Regions from separate parts of the Mus musculus genome. Here region 1 is linked to region 2. Evidence: chromatin contacts called from public Hi-C data. All regions are on one chromosome and are shown on one strand. The core of a region is the stretch at or near the end of the contact, and the rest is flanking DNA. Distances in the headings are between cores, read along the strand shown. Region 1 has its middle 18 kb from the start of Olfr541. Region 2 overlaps Caly (calcyon neuron-specific vesicular protein).

Region 1 (3,683 bases), core at 173-2,672, 650 kb after region 2:
AAAGACTATTATTATTGGTAAAGGTAAACAATAAGATTATCAGAAAAGTTGAGCCATGCTCTGAAGAACAATCACCATCCCCCCCCTCACACACTGATGACAGGAATGAGCTGCCTGCTAACAGTGCATATAAAACCCACAGAAAAGGCTCTGGGAAGTGGTGATGCCATGAGCCATAGGCTTGTTGAGTCAAGAATGGTTACCAGGCACAAAGGCAGAAAAGCCATAGAGTACTTTGGGGTTCACGGGCCTGTGACAGAGAGGAGGGCTCCCTGAGATAACATATTTGAGATACATCATGGTAATGATAGAATCAACCAGGAAGACTGATGGATCACAGAAAGTAAGGCTTATAAAAGACCCGAGTTTATGAAGAGAGATGTGGGCAAGAATAGACCATACAGAAGTATCAGAGTTTATGAAGAGAGATGTGAGCAACCAGAGAGCACACAGAAGTACCAGAGTGTGGGTTCCCAAACCAGATGAGCACTGCCCATACCCTGGAGAGCTCTCAGAAAACATGGTGGGAGTAGGGCTGATCTCTACCCAAATCAGGCTTGTGCCTGCTCAACTCCATAAAGACAAAGACCAAGTAATGATAAAGCCAGTTCAATCTTTGTTTCCCCTGCCAGAGAACTGGCTTCTCAGAAATCATGTAACCAGCAGTCTGCTAATATAGCTGTTATGCTTGGAAGGTCCCTGCCCCTGCTGAAATACTTCCTCCCTTTTCCTTTCTCCTCTCTCTCCTGAGTCTAGCTCTATCATATAGCCTCTCTATTTCAATAAAGGAGCTGTTCTCTGACAGTCTCCTTGTTATCTATACCCACCATACTCTCCGCTGCCTTAGACCCTGATCCAATATGTGACAGTCATTTGGGGGTGGGGGGCACACATCGGAGAAAGGATAGTGAGTGAGATCCCAGGAGACAAGGTTATACAGAGTCTACAAGAGACATCTCAGCATGTCTTTCCAAGAGGTGCCGGTGGTTATGAGAATGTTTGCTCTGAGGGTGAAGGGTACAAATTCATCTTCACAACATCACCAGAGTACAACTTGGGAGGAGCAGATCACAGAGTAGACAGGCTCTGAATAAATAATGCTCTACTACACGATGGCGAGAACCTAAATCTAAACAATGAAAGTTTCAAAGGTAGAAACTGAAAAAAATAAATAAATGAAGGAAATTGGGTTTAGAAAATAAATAGAAGGGGTGGGTGATGGATAGACAAGCTGCCAAGAGAGAAACACGCTCACTCCACCCCCTTATGTCAACAGACTAAGTTTTAAGGTGGTAAAGTATGAAAAACGGACATTGAAGTTTTGGACTATGACCTTGTCTCCGAGGCTTGTAGACACAGGAATAGATCCAGAGCTGTTCAGTGCTAATGTCGAGTGCCAACCAGACAATAGTGACTGGGCTCATGTTGCAACGGTTCTCAGAACAGCTGAGTTGGTGAATGCTCCTGCTTGGCTGTATCCTGTCTTTCTACGCCATAGCATTCCCAGACAATGCAGCAAACATCATTCTGGAGTCCAGCACTGGGCTCCACAGAACCATGTACTTTTTTCCTGTGCAACCTGGCCACCATGGATATTGTCTGTACCTCATCGGTGCTTCCCAAGGCCCTAGTTAGCCTAGTGTCTGAGGAAAACACCATCTCCTTCAAGGAGTGCATGGCCCAGCTCTTCTTCCTTGTCCAGTCTGCATCCTCTGAGCTGCTGCTGCTCATGGTCAATGCTATGACTACGATGTGGCCATCTGCTGTCCCTGCACTGTAATTTTAGGATAAGCCCACAGCTGTGGGAACTAAGCCATGGGTATGTGGTCCATATGAGCACTAAATGCATCTGTGCACACTGGTCTGATAATGTGGCTGCAAACAGCGTCATGATTCTCATGGCCAAAGACTTCTATGGAGGTATCAACTTCTTGCTGACCCTACAGTCCTGTGGCTGCAACTCAACCTCACACTACCCAGTAGCCTGTGCAGTGCTTATCCATGCTCTGTGCTTGTGTCAGCACCCCTTTAAACGACATCCTGGAAAGTAGCAGTGTCTTCAGTGCTGTACACAGTCCTGAGCCCTACCTTGAACCTGCCCATCTATACACTGGGAAATAAGACCCTACAAGCCATGGGAGACGTGTGCAACTTTTTAAGCTGCAGATGGAAATGCACAAGCTGCCCTTCAGGCTTATGCTCCTCTCACACTTGCCTTACTGAGAGTAGCTCCATGGAGTACAGAGGCAGCTGTCATAATAAAGAAAAGAGCCTTCAGTCATAGGTGATGGCACTGTATTGTCGGCCCTGCTGTGTTATTTTGGTTGGGCCTCAGGGGTCTGTGGGTCATCAATAAATGTCTCATTTTCAGAACCACCACCTCAGGCTCCTGACGTGCTCTTCTCCCATCTAGGTTAATATTCCAGGGCAACACCGCCACAGAGCTTGGCTTCTCTCAGCCTTTGCTTAGTTACCACTACTCCTTTTTATTGTCCCAATGGTCAATATCACTCTTTCCCAATTACTCACGCTGTTAGTGGATGAGCTAACTTTTCTCGTTGCTTTGATAAACTAACAGGAGCAACATAACAAAGGTTTGGGGTTTGGCTCACCATGGCAGAAAACACGTGATGGCAGAAGTGCCACATAGACACATGGCATCCACATTAGAGAGCAATGAGTGTTCATACTCAGTTCACTTTCTTCTCTTATACAGTCTGGGTCTCTAGACCATGGAATAGTGATGCCCCATAGTTAGGGCAGGTCTTCCCACCTTAACTACTGTAATCTAGATAATCTTTCACTGACTACCAAGAATCTTGTCTCTGGTGATTCTGGTTCCTGTTAAGTGAATCATCAATATTAGCCATCACAAGTGGGGGTAATTAATAACCTATTCTTGGCATCTTCTCCCTCCCTCAATACATTGTCATGTTCTGTTCTTCAAAATCTTCTATATACCATGCCCCCAACCTTTCCTCATCAAACAAAAATGACCTGTTTTTGCCTCCTGAACTTAGGCTCCTTGGTTACTCCTCATTCTATCTGAAATTTTTCAGGTAGTACCTAATTCTACTCTAATTTCTTAGCATATATAACTAATCCTATCTCCAATCTACATATCTGCATAGTGACATATCTCTCTGAACATACTTTAATTCCTGTAATGTAGTGTGATTTGTTTTTATGTTCCTGGCCCTTTAAAGGATCCCCAGTGGCTAGTCAACTGGCTCTTTGGGAATGCTTCACTGTTAGAACTGTTTGGCCCTATAACCTTTAGAGTCATGCCTCTTGGACTTCTGAGAACAGTAAAGGACATGAAAAGCCAGCAGAGGCTGAGGGAGAAGAGAGTAGAGTCCAGGTGGCAGGAGAGTATGGTCAGAAAGTAGAGTTAGAGAAGAGAGGTGGTGCAGGAAGAAAGAAGACTGAAGAAGAGAAGAGACTGAGCAGACTGAAAATGAGTGATGTTGAGCCAGGAGAAGTTGAGTTGAGCCAGAAAAAAATGTTGTTAGGATGGAGGAGTCCAGCTCCAGGTGAGGGTCAGGGCCTGATACAGGTGGATAGAAGAGTAGTGAGGAAGGAATCAGACATGGGACACTTTTTAGTTTCATTTCATGAGAGAAAGGGCAGAAAGGAAGCACATCTCAGTATGGCTTTACCTACTCTGCCAATCTATGTCCCTC
Region 2 (3,730 bases), core at 1,149-3,648:
ACTAGACAGGCTGGCCAGCAAGCTCCAGGGATCCTCCTGTCTCTGTCTTAAATGCTGCTGAGCCCACTTGTTTTTATTTTTAGTGATGGTTGGGGATCATGCTTGTGTGGCTGTCACTTTAACTGAGCTATCTCCCCAGGCCCCATGGAGATTTTTGTGTGCGCATGTGCCTGTGTCTATCTATGCCTGTGCATGCACAGAAGCAAGGAGATGCCGGGTGTGTTTCTCTACTGAGCACCCCGAGACAACAGGCCCAGTGCCCAGGTCTCCCAGCATCCAAATCTTTTCCAACTCCCAATGTCATGGATGTAGCTTCAGTTCTCATCCATGCCTTTGAGATCCACATCAGAACAGAGTGGCTCCTTGACACACCACCTCCAGTAGAATCTGCGTGACAAGTTCCACAGAATAAGGTGATTGACCTCAAAATGGGGAGGCCTCCTGGAACCGGTTGTGAAACTTTCGCCGGAGGAAAAAAATATTGAGCCATAGTTCTCATGGCAATCTATTTGTTTTGTTTTCTCTTATTCCTTTTCTTATTTACATGTACCTGGTAGCCTAGGCCAAGATCTTAAGCGAGAATAATGGGCAAGAAACCATCCCTAGAGATGGGGTCACTAACATGACCTTATCCCCAGGGAAACCAGCGCTTTACTTTCTAAATCATTTACAAAACTATTATGATAAAAAAACTTTCCCAACAATAAAATTACATATGGCTACACGTGTGTCATTGGAGGTGGATTTCTGTATATGGTAAAGAAAGCCTTAATTAGAAAGAATTAAAATAGTTTAAATTTATACATTGAAGATTATAAAAAATCAGGCACTAGACGTTAAGTACTAATTGATCATGGGGCTGGAAAGTTAGTTCAGTGGTTAAGAGCACTGACCACCGTTAAAGATTTATTAACCTGCTCCTGGAAACATGCCACTAGCCCTGAAAGACTGCCCCCACTGAATACACCCTTTTAGAATTGTTATAGTTTGATGGTTTATAATGATGTTACCTGTTCTGTTTGTGGTTCACTGAATACATGGTTTCAGAGTTGTAATGCTTGGATGATTTTTGTGCTTCACTGTGCCAAATGATTTTTGTTGGTATTTGTGATGGTTTTACTGGATATAGTTTCTAAGAGATCTAATGTTTGGTTTTTTAATGTATAAAGCCCCCTGCTTGAGAGCTGCAGAATACACTCAGATTCAAACTGCCTCTGTGTTTGTTTCTGTTTGTCACTGCTGGATCCTTACCCACCTAGCTTCAAGGACCCTCATTCCAGGGACCCTCATACCTGATGCAGGGGCATACCACTCTTAATGCTAAGAAGCCTTTATGCCTCATGCAGATAGCACCGGACCTCCTTCTTAGAGCTTCTCTGGCCCCTGGGCAACCGAGTTCTGTCATGATCCTCATCATCCATCGATCCCCAGGTCTGAGCTCACCCCTCATTAGCCAAGGCATCAAGGCCCAAGACAGAAGTGATCAGAAAAGAGGTACCAGAGTGAGTGACAGAGTTGGAGTCAGGCAGAACCTAGGGCTACTTGTGGTGGGGAAAGAAGGGGACTCTGGAAAGCTCCCCTGGGACCTTTAGACAACTTACCTCCTGTCTAACTCCTGAAGGGAAATAGGTAGGGAAGGAACTGAGGAGGGGGCCCTCCAATTTACAGAAGGCCAACCACAGACAGTGTCTCTGCAAGGTTTCACCCCCCAACTCAGGATCAGTATTCACTTCCTTCTTCATTAAGTCATTTCTACTATGAGTGACTTACCCAAGGGAAAGAACTCATGGTGGGTGCTGCTAAAAACCAGGAGCGCCTCTCAGAGGAACAGAGCAGCCCTATTGCATGGAGAGGATCCAGAACCTCTGAATACAGCAGAGTATACACCTGGGACAGTCAGGGGCCACTAAAATTCCCCTGAGTGGCTTATTCTATTGTGGCCAGTGGCCCCTAGGCTTGGCTGAAGTGGAGAAGGGCTGGGTCTATTCCTCTATCTTAGAAGCAGGCACTAAGGTGTCCTCCTAGGTCCAGGCGTTAATGAAAGTGTTCACAAAAGTTTGCCACCAAAAGAGAAACCACGACCCAGATAGATGTGAATCTTTACTTAAAGAAAAGCAACAGAGTCAGAGGTCCACCAGGGGTGGGAGACTTGAGCGGGGTGCTTTGGGACAGGAGCACAATCACTGGGTGGAGAAGCGTCAGGCAGTGTGCATGTCAAAGTAGCTGGTGAGGGATGCTGTGAAGATACAAGAGTCAAGGTGAAAGGGGTAGAAGGCTGGTGTCCTGGGCAGGAAGGCAAGCCGCGTGCGCAGACTCGGAGGTAGCGTTGAGAGAGGGTGGACATCTGGGTAGGTTTCTGGGCCTGACCGGAAGTGAAGGAGGTGGGGACGGAGGGAGGTTCGTGGGGACAGGAAAGGGCGGGAGAAAGGGCAGGGCAAGACAGGGCAAGGCAAGGCTGGGCAAGCCTGTGACCCTGCGAGCCAGTCAGCCCCTGTTTAGGCCGAGCACACTTACCCCAGTCACGGGCGGAGCGGGGACGGGGCAGACAGTCACTTGGGGGGCTGGGATGGCACGCCCTCCGCCTTCTGCGGGTCTTCTTTCTCTCTCGTGTCCAAAGACTTCCCTGACGGCTCGGTGCCCTCTGCCGCTGCAGCTGCAGCTGCAGTGGACACAGCCATCGCCGCAGGGGTAGTGCCCTTATGCTCCTCCTTGGCGGTCCGGTAGTTGTTTCCCCAGACAGCGGGCATCTCAGTGCCGTGTTTGCGGCTCAGTGGGTAGGCCCCGATGGCTGCCAGGATGCTGCGGTGGCGTTCGGGGTCCATCTCGGTGTAGTACATCTCCAGGGTCAGTGGGGTGCAGATCTTGTGCTGCAGCGGATGCATATTCCGGACCAGCGTGGGGGGCCGGGGATCCGAGTGAAAGAAGAGGAGGAGGAGGAAGGGTCCCAGTTAAAAAAACAAACAAACAACAACAACAAAAAACTCACAAAGGGGGCTTTGGCTTCGGGCCAGAGGATTATTGCCCAAGGATCACTGGCTCCTCCCAGGAAGCTGGAGGGCTCCAGTTCCACTAGCACCTCCTGCCTTCAGTTTAGATAAAACACCTTCTCTCTCACTCTTCTCTTAAATTTTACTTTGTGTGGGGGCTGCAGAGACGGAGAGAAGAATACTGACTGCTCTTCCAGAGGTTCTGAGTTCAATTCCCAGCAACCACATGGTGGCTCACAACCATCTGTAATGGGGCCTGATGCCCTCTTCTGGCATGTCTAAAGACAGCTACAGTGTACTCATATACATAAGATAAATAAATAACTTAAGATGCTTACTTTGTGTGTCTATAACTGTGCTTGAGTTGGCTAGAGGAGGTCTCCTTGAGACACGGTCTCTCACTGAAGCTGGAGCAAGCTTGGAACTGTCCTGCCTCTCGGTGTTGGGGTTACAGCAGCCACATCTGGCTTTTTACATGGGTCCTGGGAACTTGAACCCGGGTTCTTATTTATGCACACACAGCATGCGCTTTCCCCTACTCTGCCACTTCTCTAGCCCTAAAACAACATTTTCTCACAAAAATCTCAAAAGATAGGATCTCCTTATGTTCTGGGAAGTAAGAAAATGGAACCACACAGGGACGGCCTTGTCATTCAGAAGGGAAAGCAAGTATGGGAGAGGCATCTTTCCTTGATGCTGTTGCAGAAAGCCCTCCACATCCTGGCATTGCCTGAAAACCATAG

What was found. Hi-C and Micro-C count contacts between places; a contact is called where the count stands out from the background.
Region 1: a contact with region 2 is called in a Hi-C map of liver, with 3 times the contacts expected there. The contact joins two enhancer-like sites. A contact is called at or near these places in 1 of 39 promoter capture datasets (liver), 1 of 15 datasets of contacts at CTCF or cohesin (large pre-B cells), 5 of 484 Hi-C or Micro-C datasets (cerebral cortex, liver and uterus) and 1 of 9 other capture datasets (embryonic tail).

The regions. Positions count from the first base shown.
Region 1 is chr7:140,719,954-140,723,636 of GRCm38.p6, forward strand. It overlaps the pseudogene Olfr542-ps1. Among named protein-coding and RNA genes, the nearest start is that of Olfr541, 18 kb to the left of the region's middle. Within about 2 kb of position 1,423, at least 5 of the 459 cell types and tissues checked have an H3K27ac peak or open chromatin away from gene starts, as enhancers often do. A contact at or near this core is called in liver, where this site is marked.
Region 2 is chr7:140,067,798-140,071,527 of GRCm38.p6, forward strand. Caly (calcyon neuron-specific vesicular protein) reads right to left here. Exons shown (of 5, transcript NM_001190385.1): 5 at 2,083-2,867. The coding sequence ends at 2,550. Among named protein-coding and RNA genes, the nearest start is that of Caly, 13 kb to the right of the region's middle. Within about 2 kb of position 2,399, at least 30 of the 459 cell types and tissues checked have an H3K27ac peak or open chromatin away from gene starts, as enhancers often do. A contact at or near this core is called in liver, where this site is marked.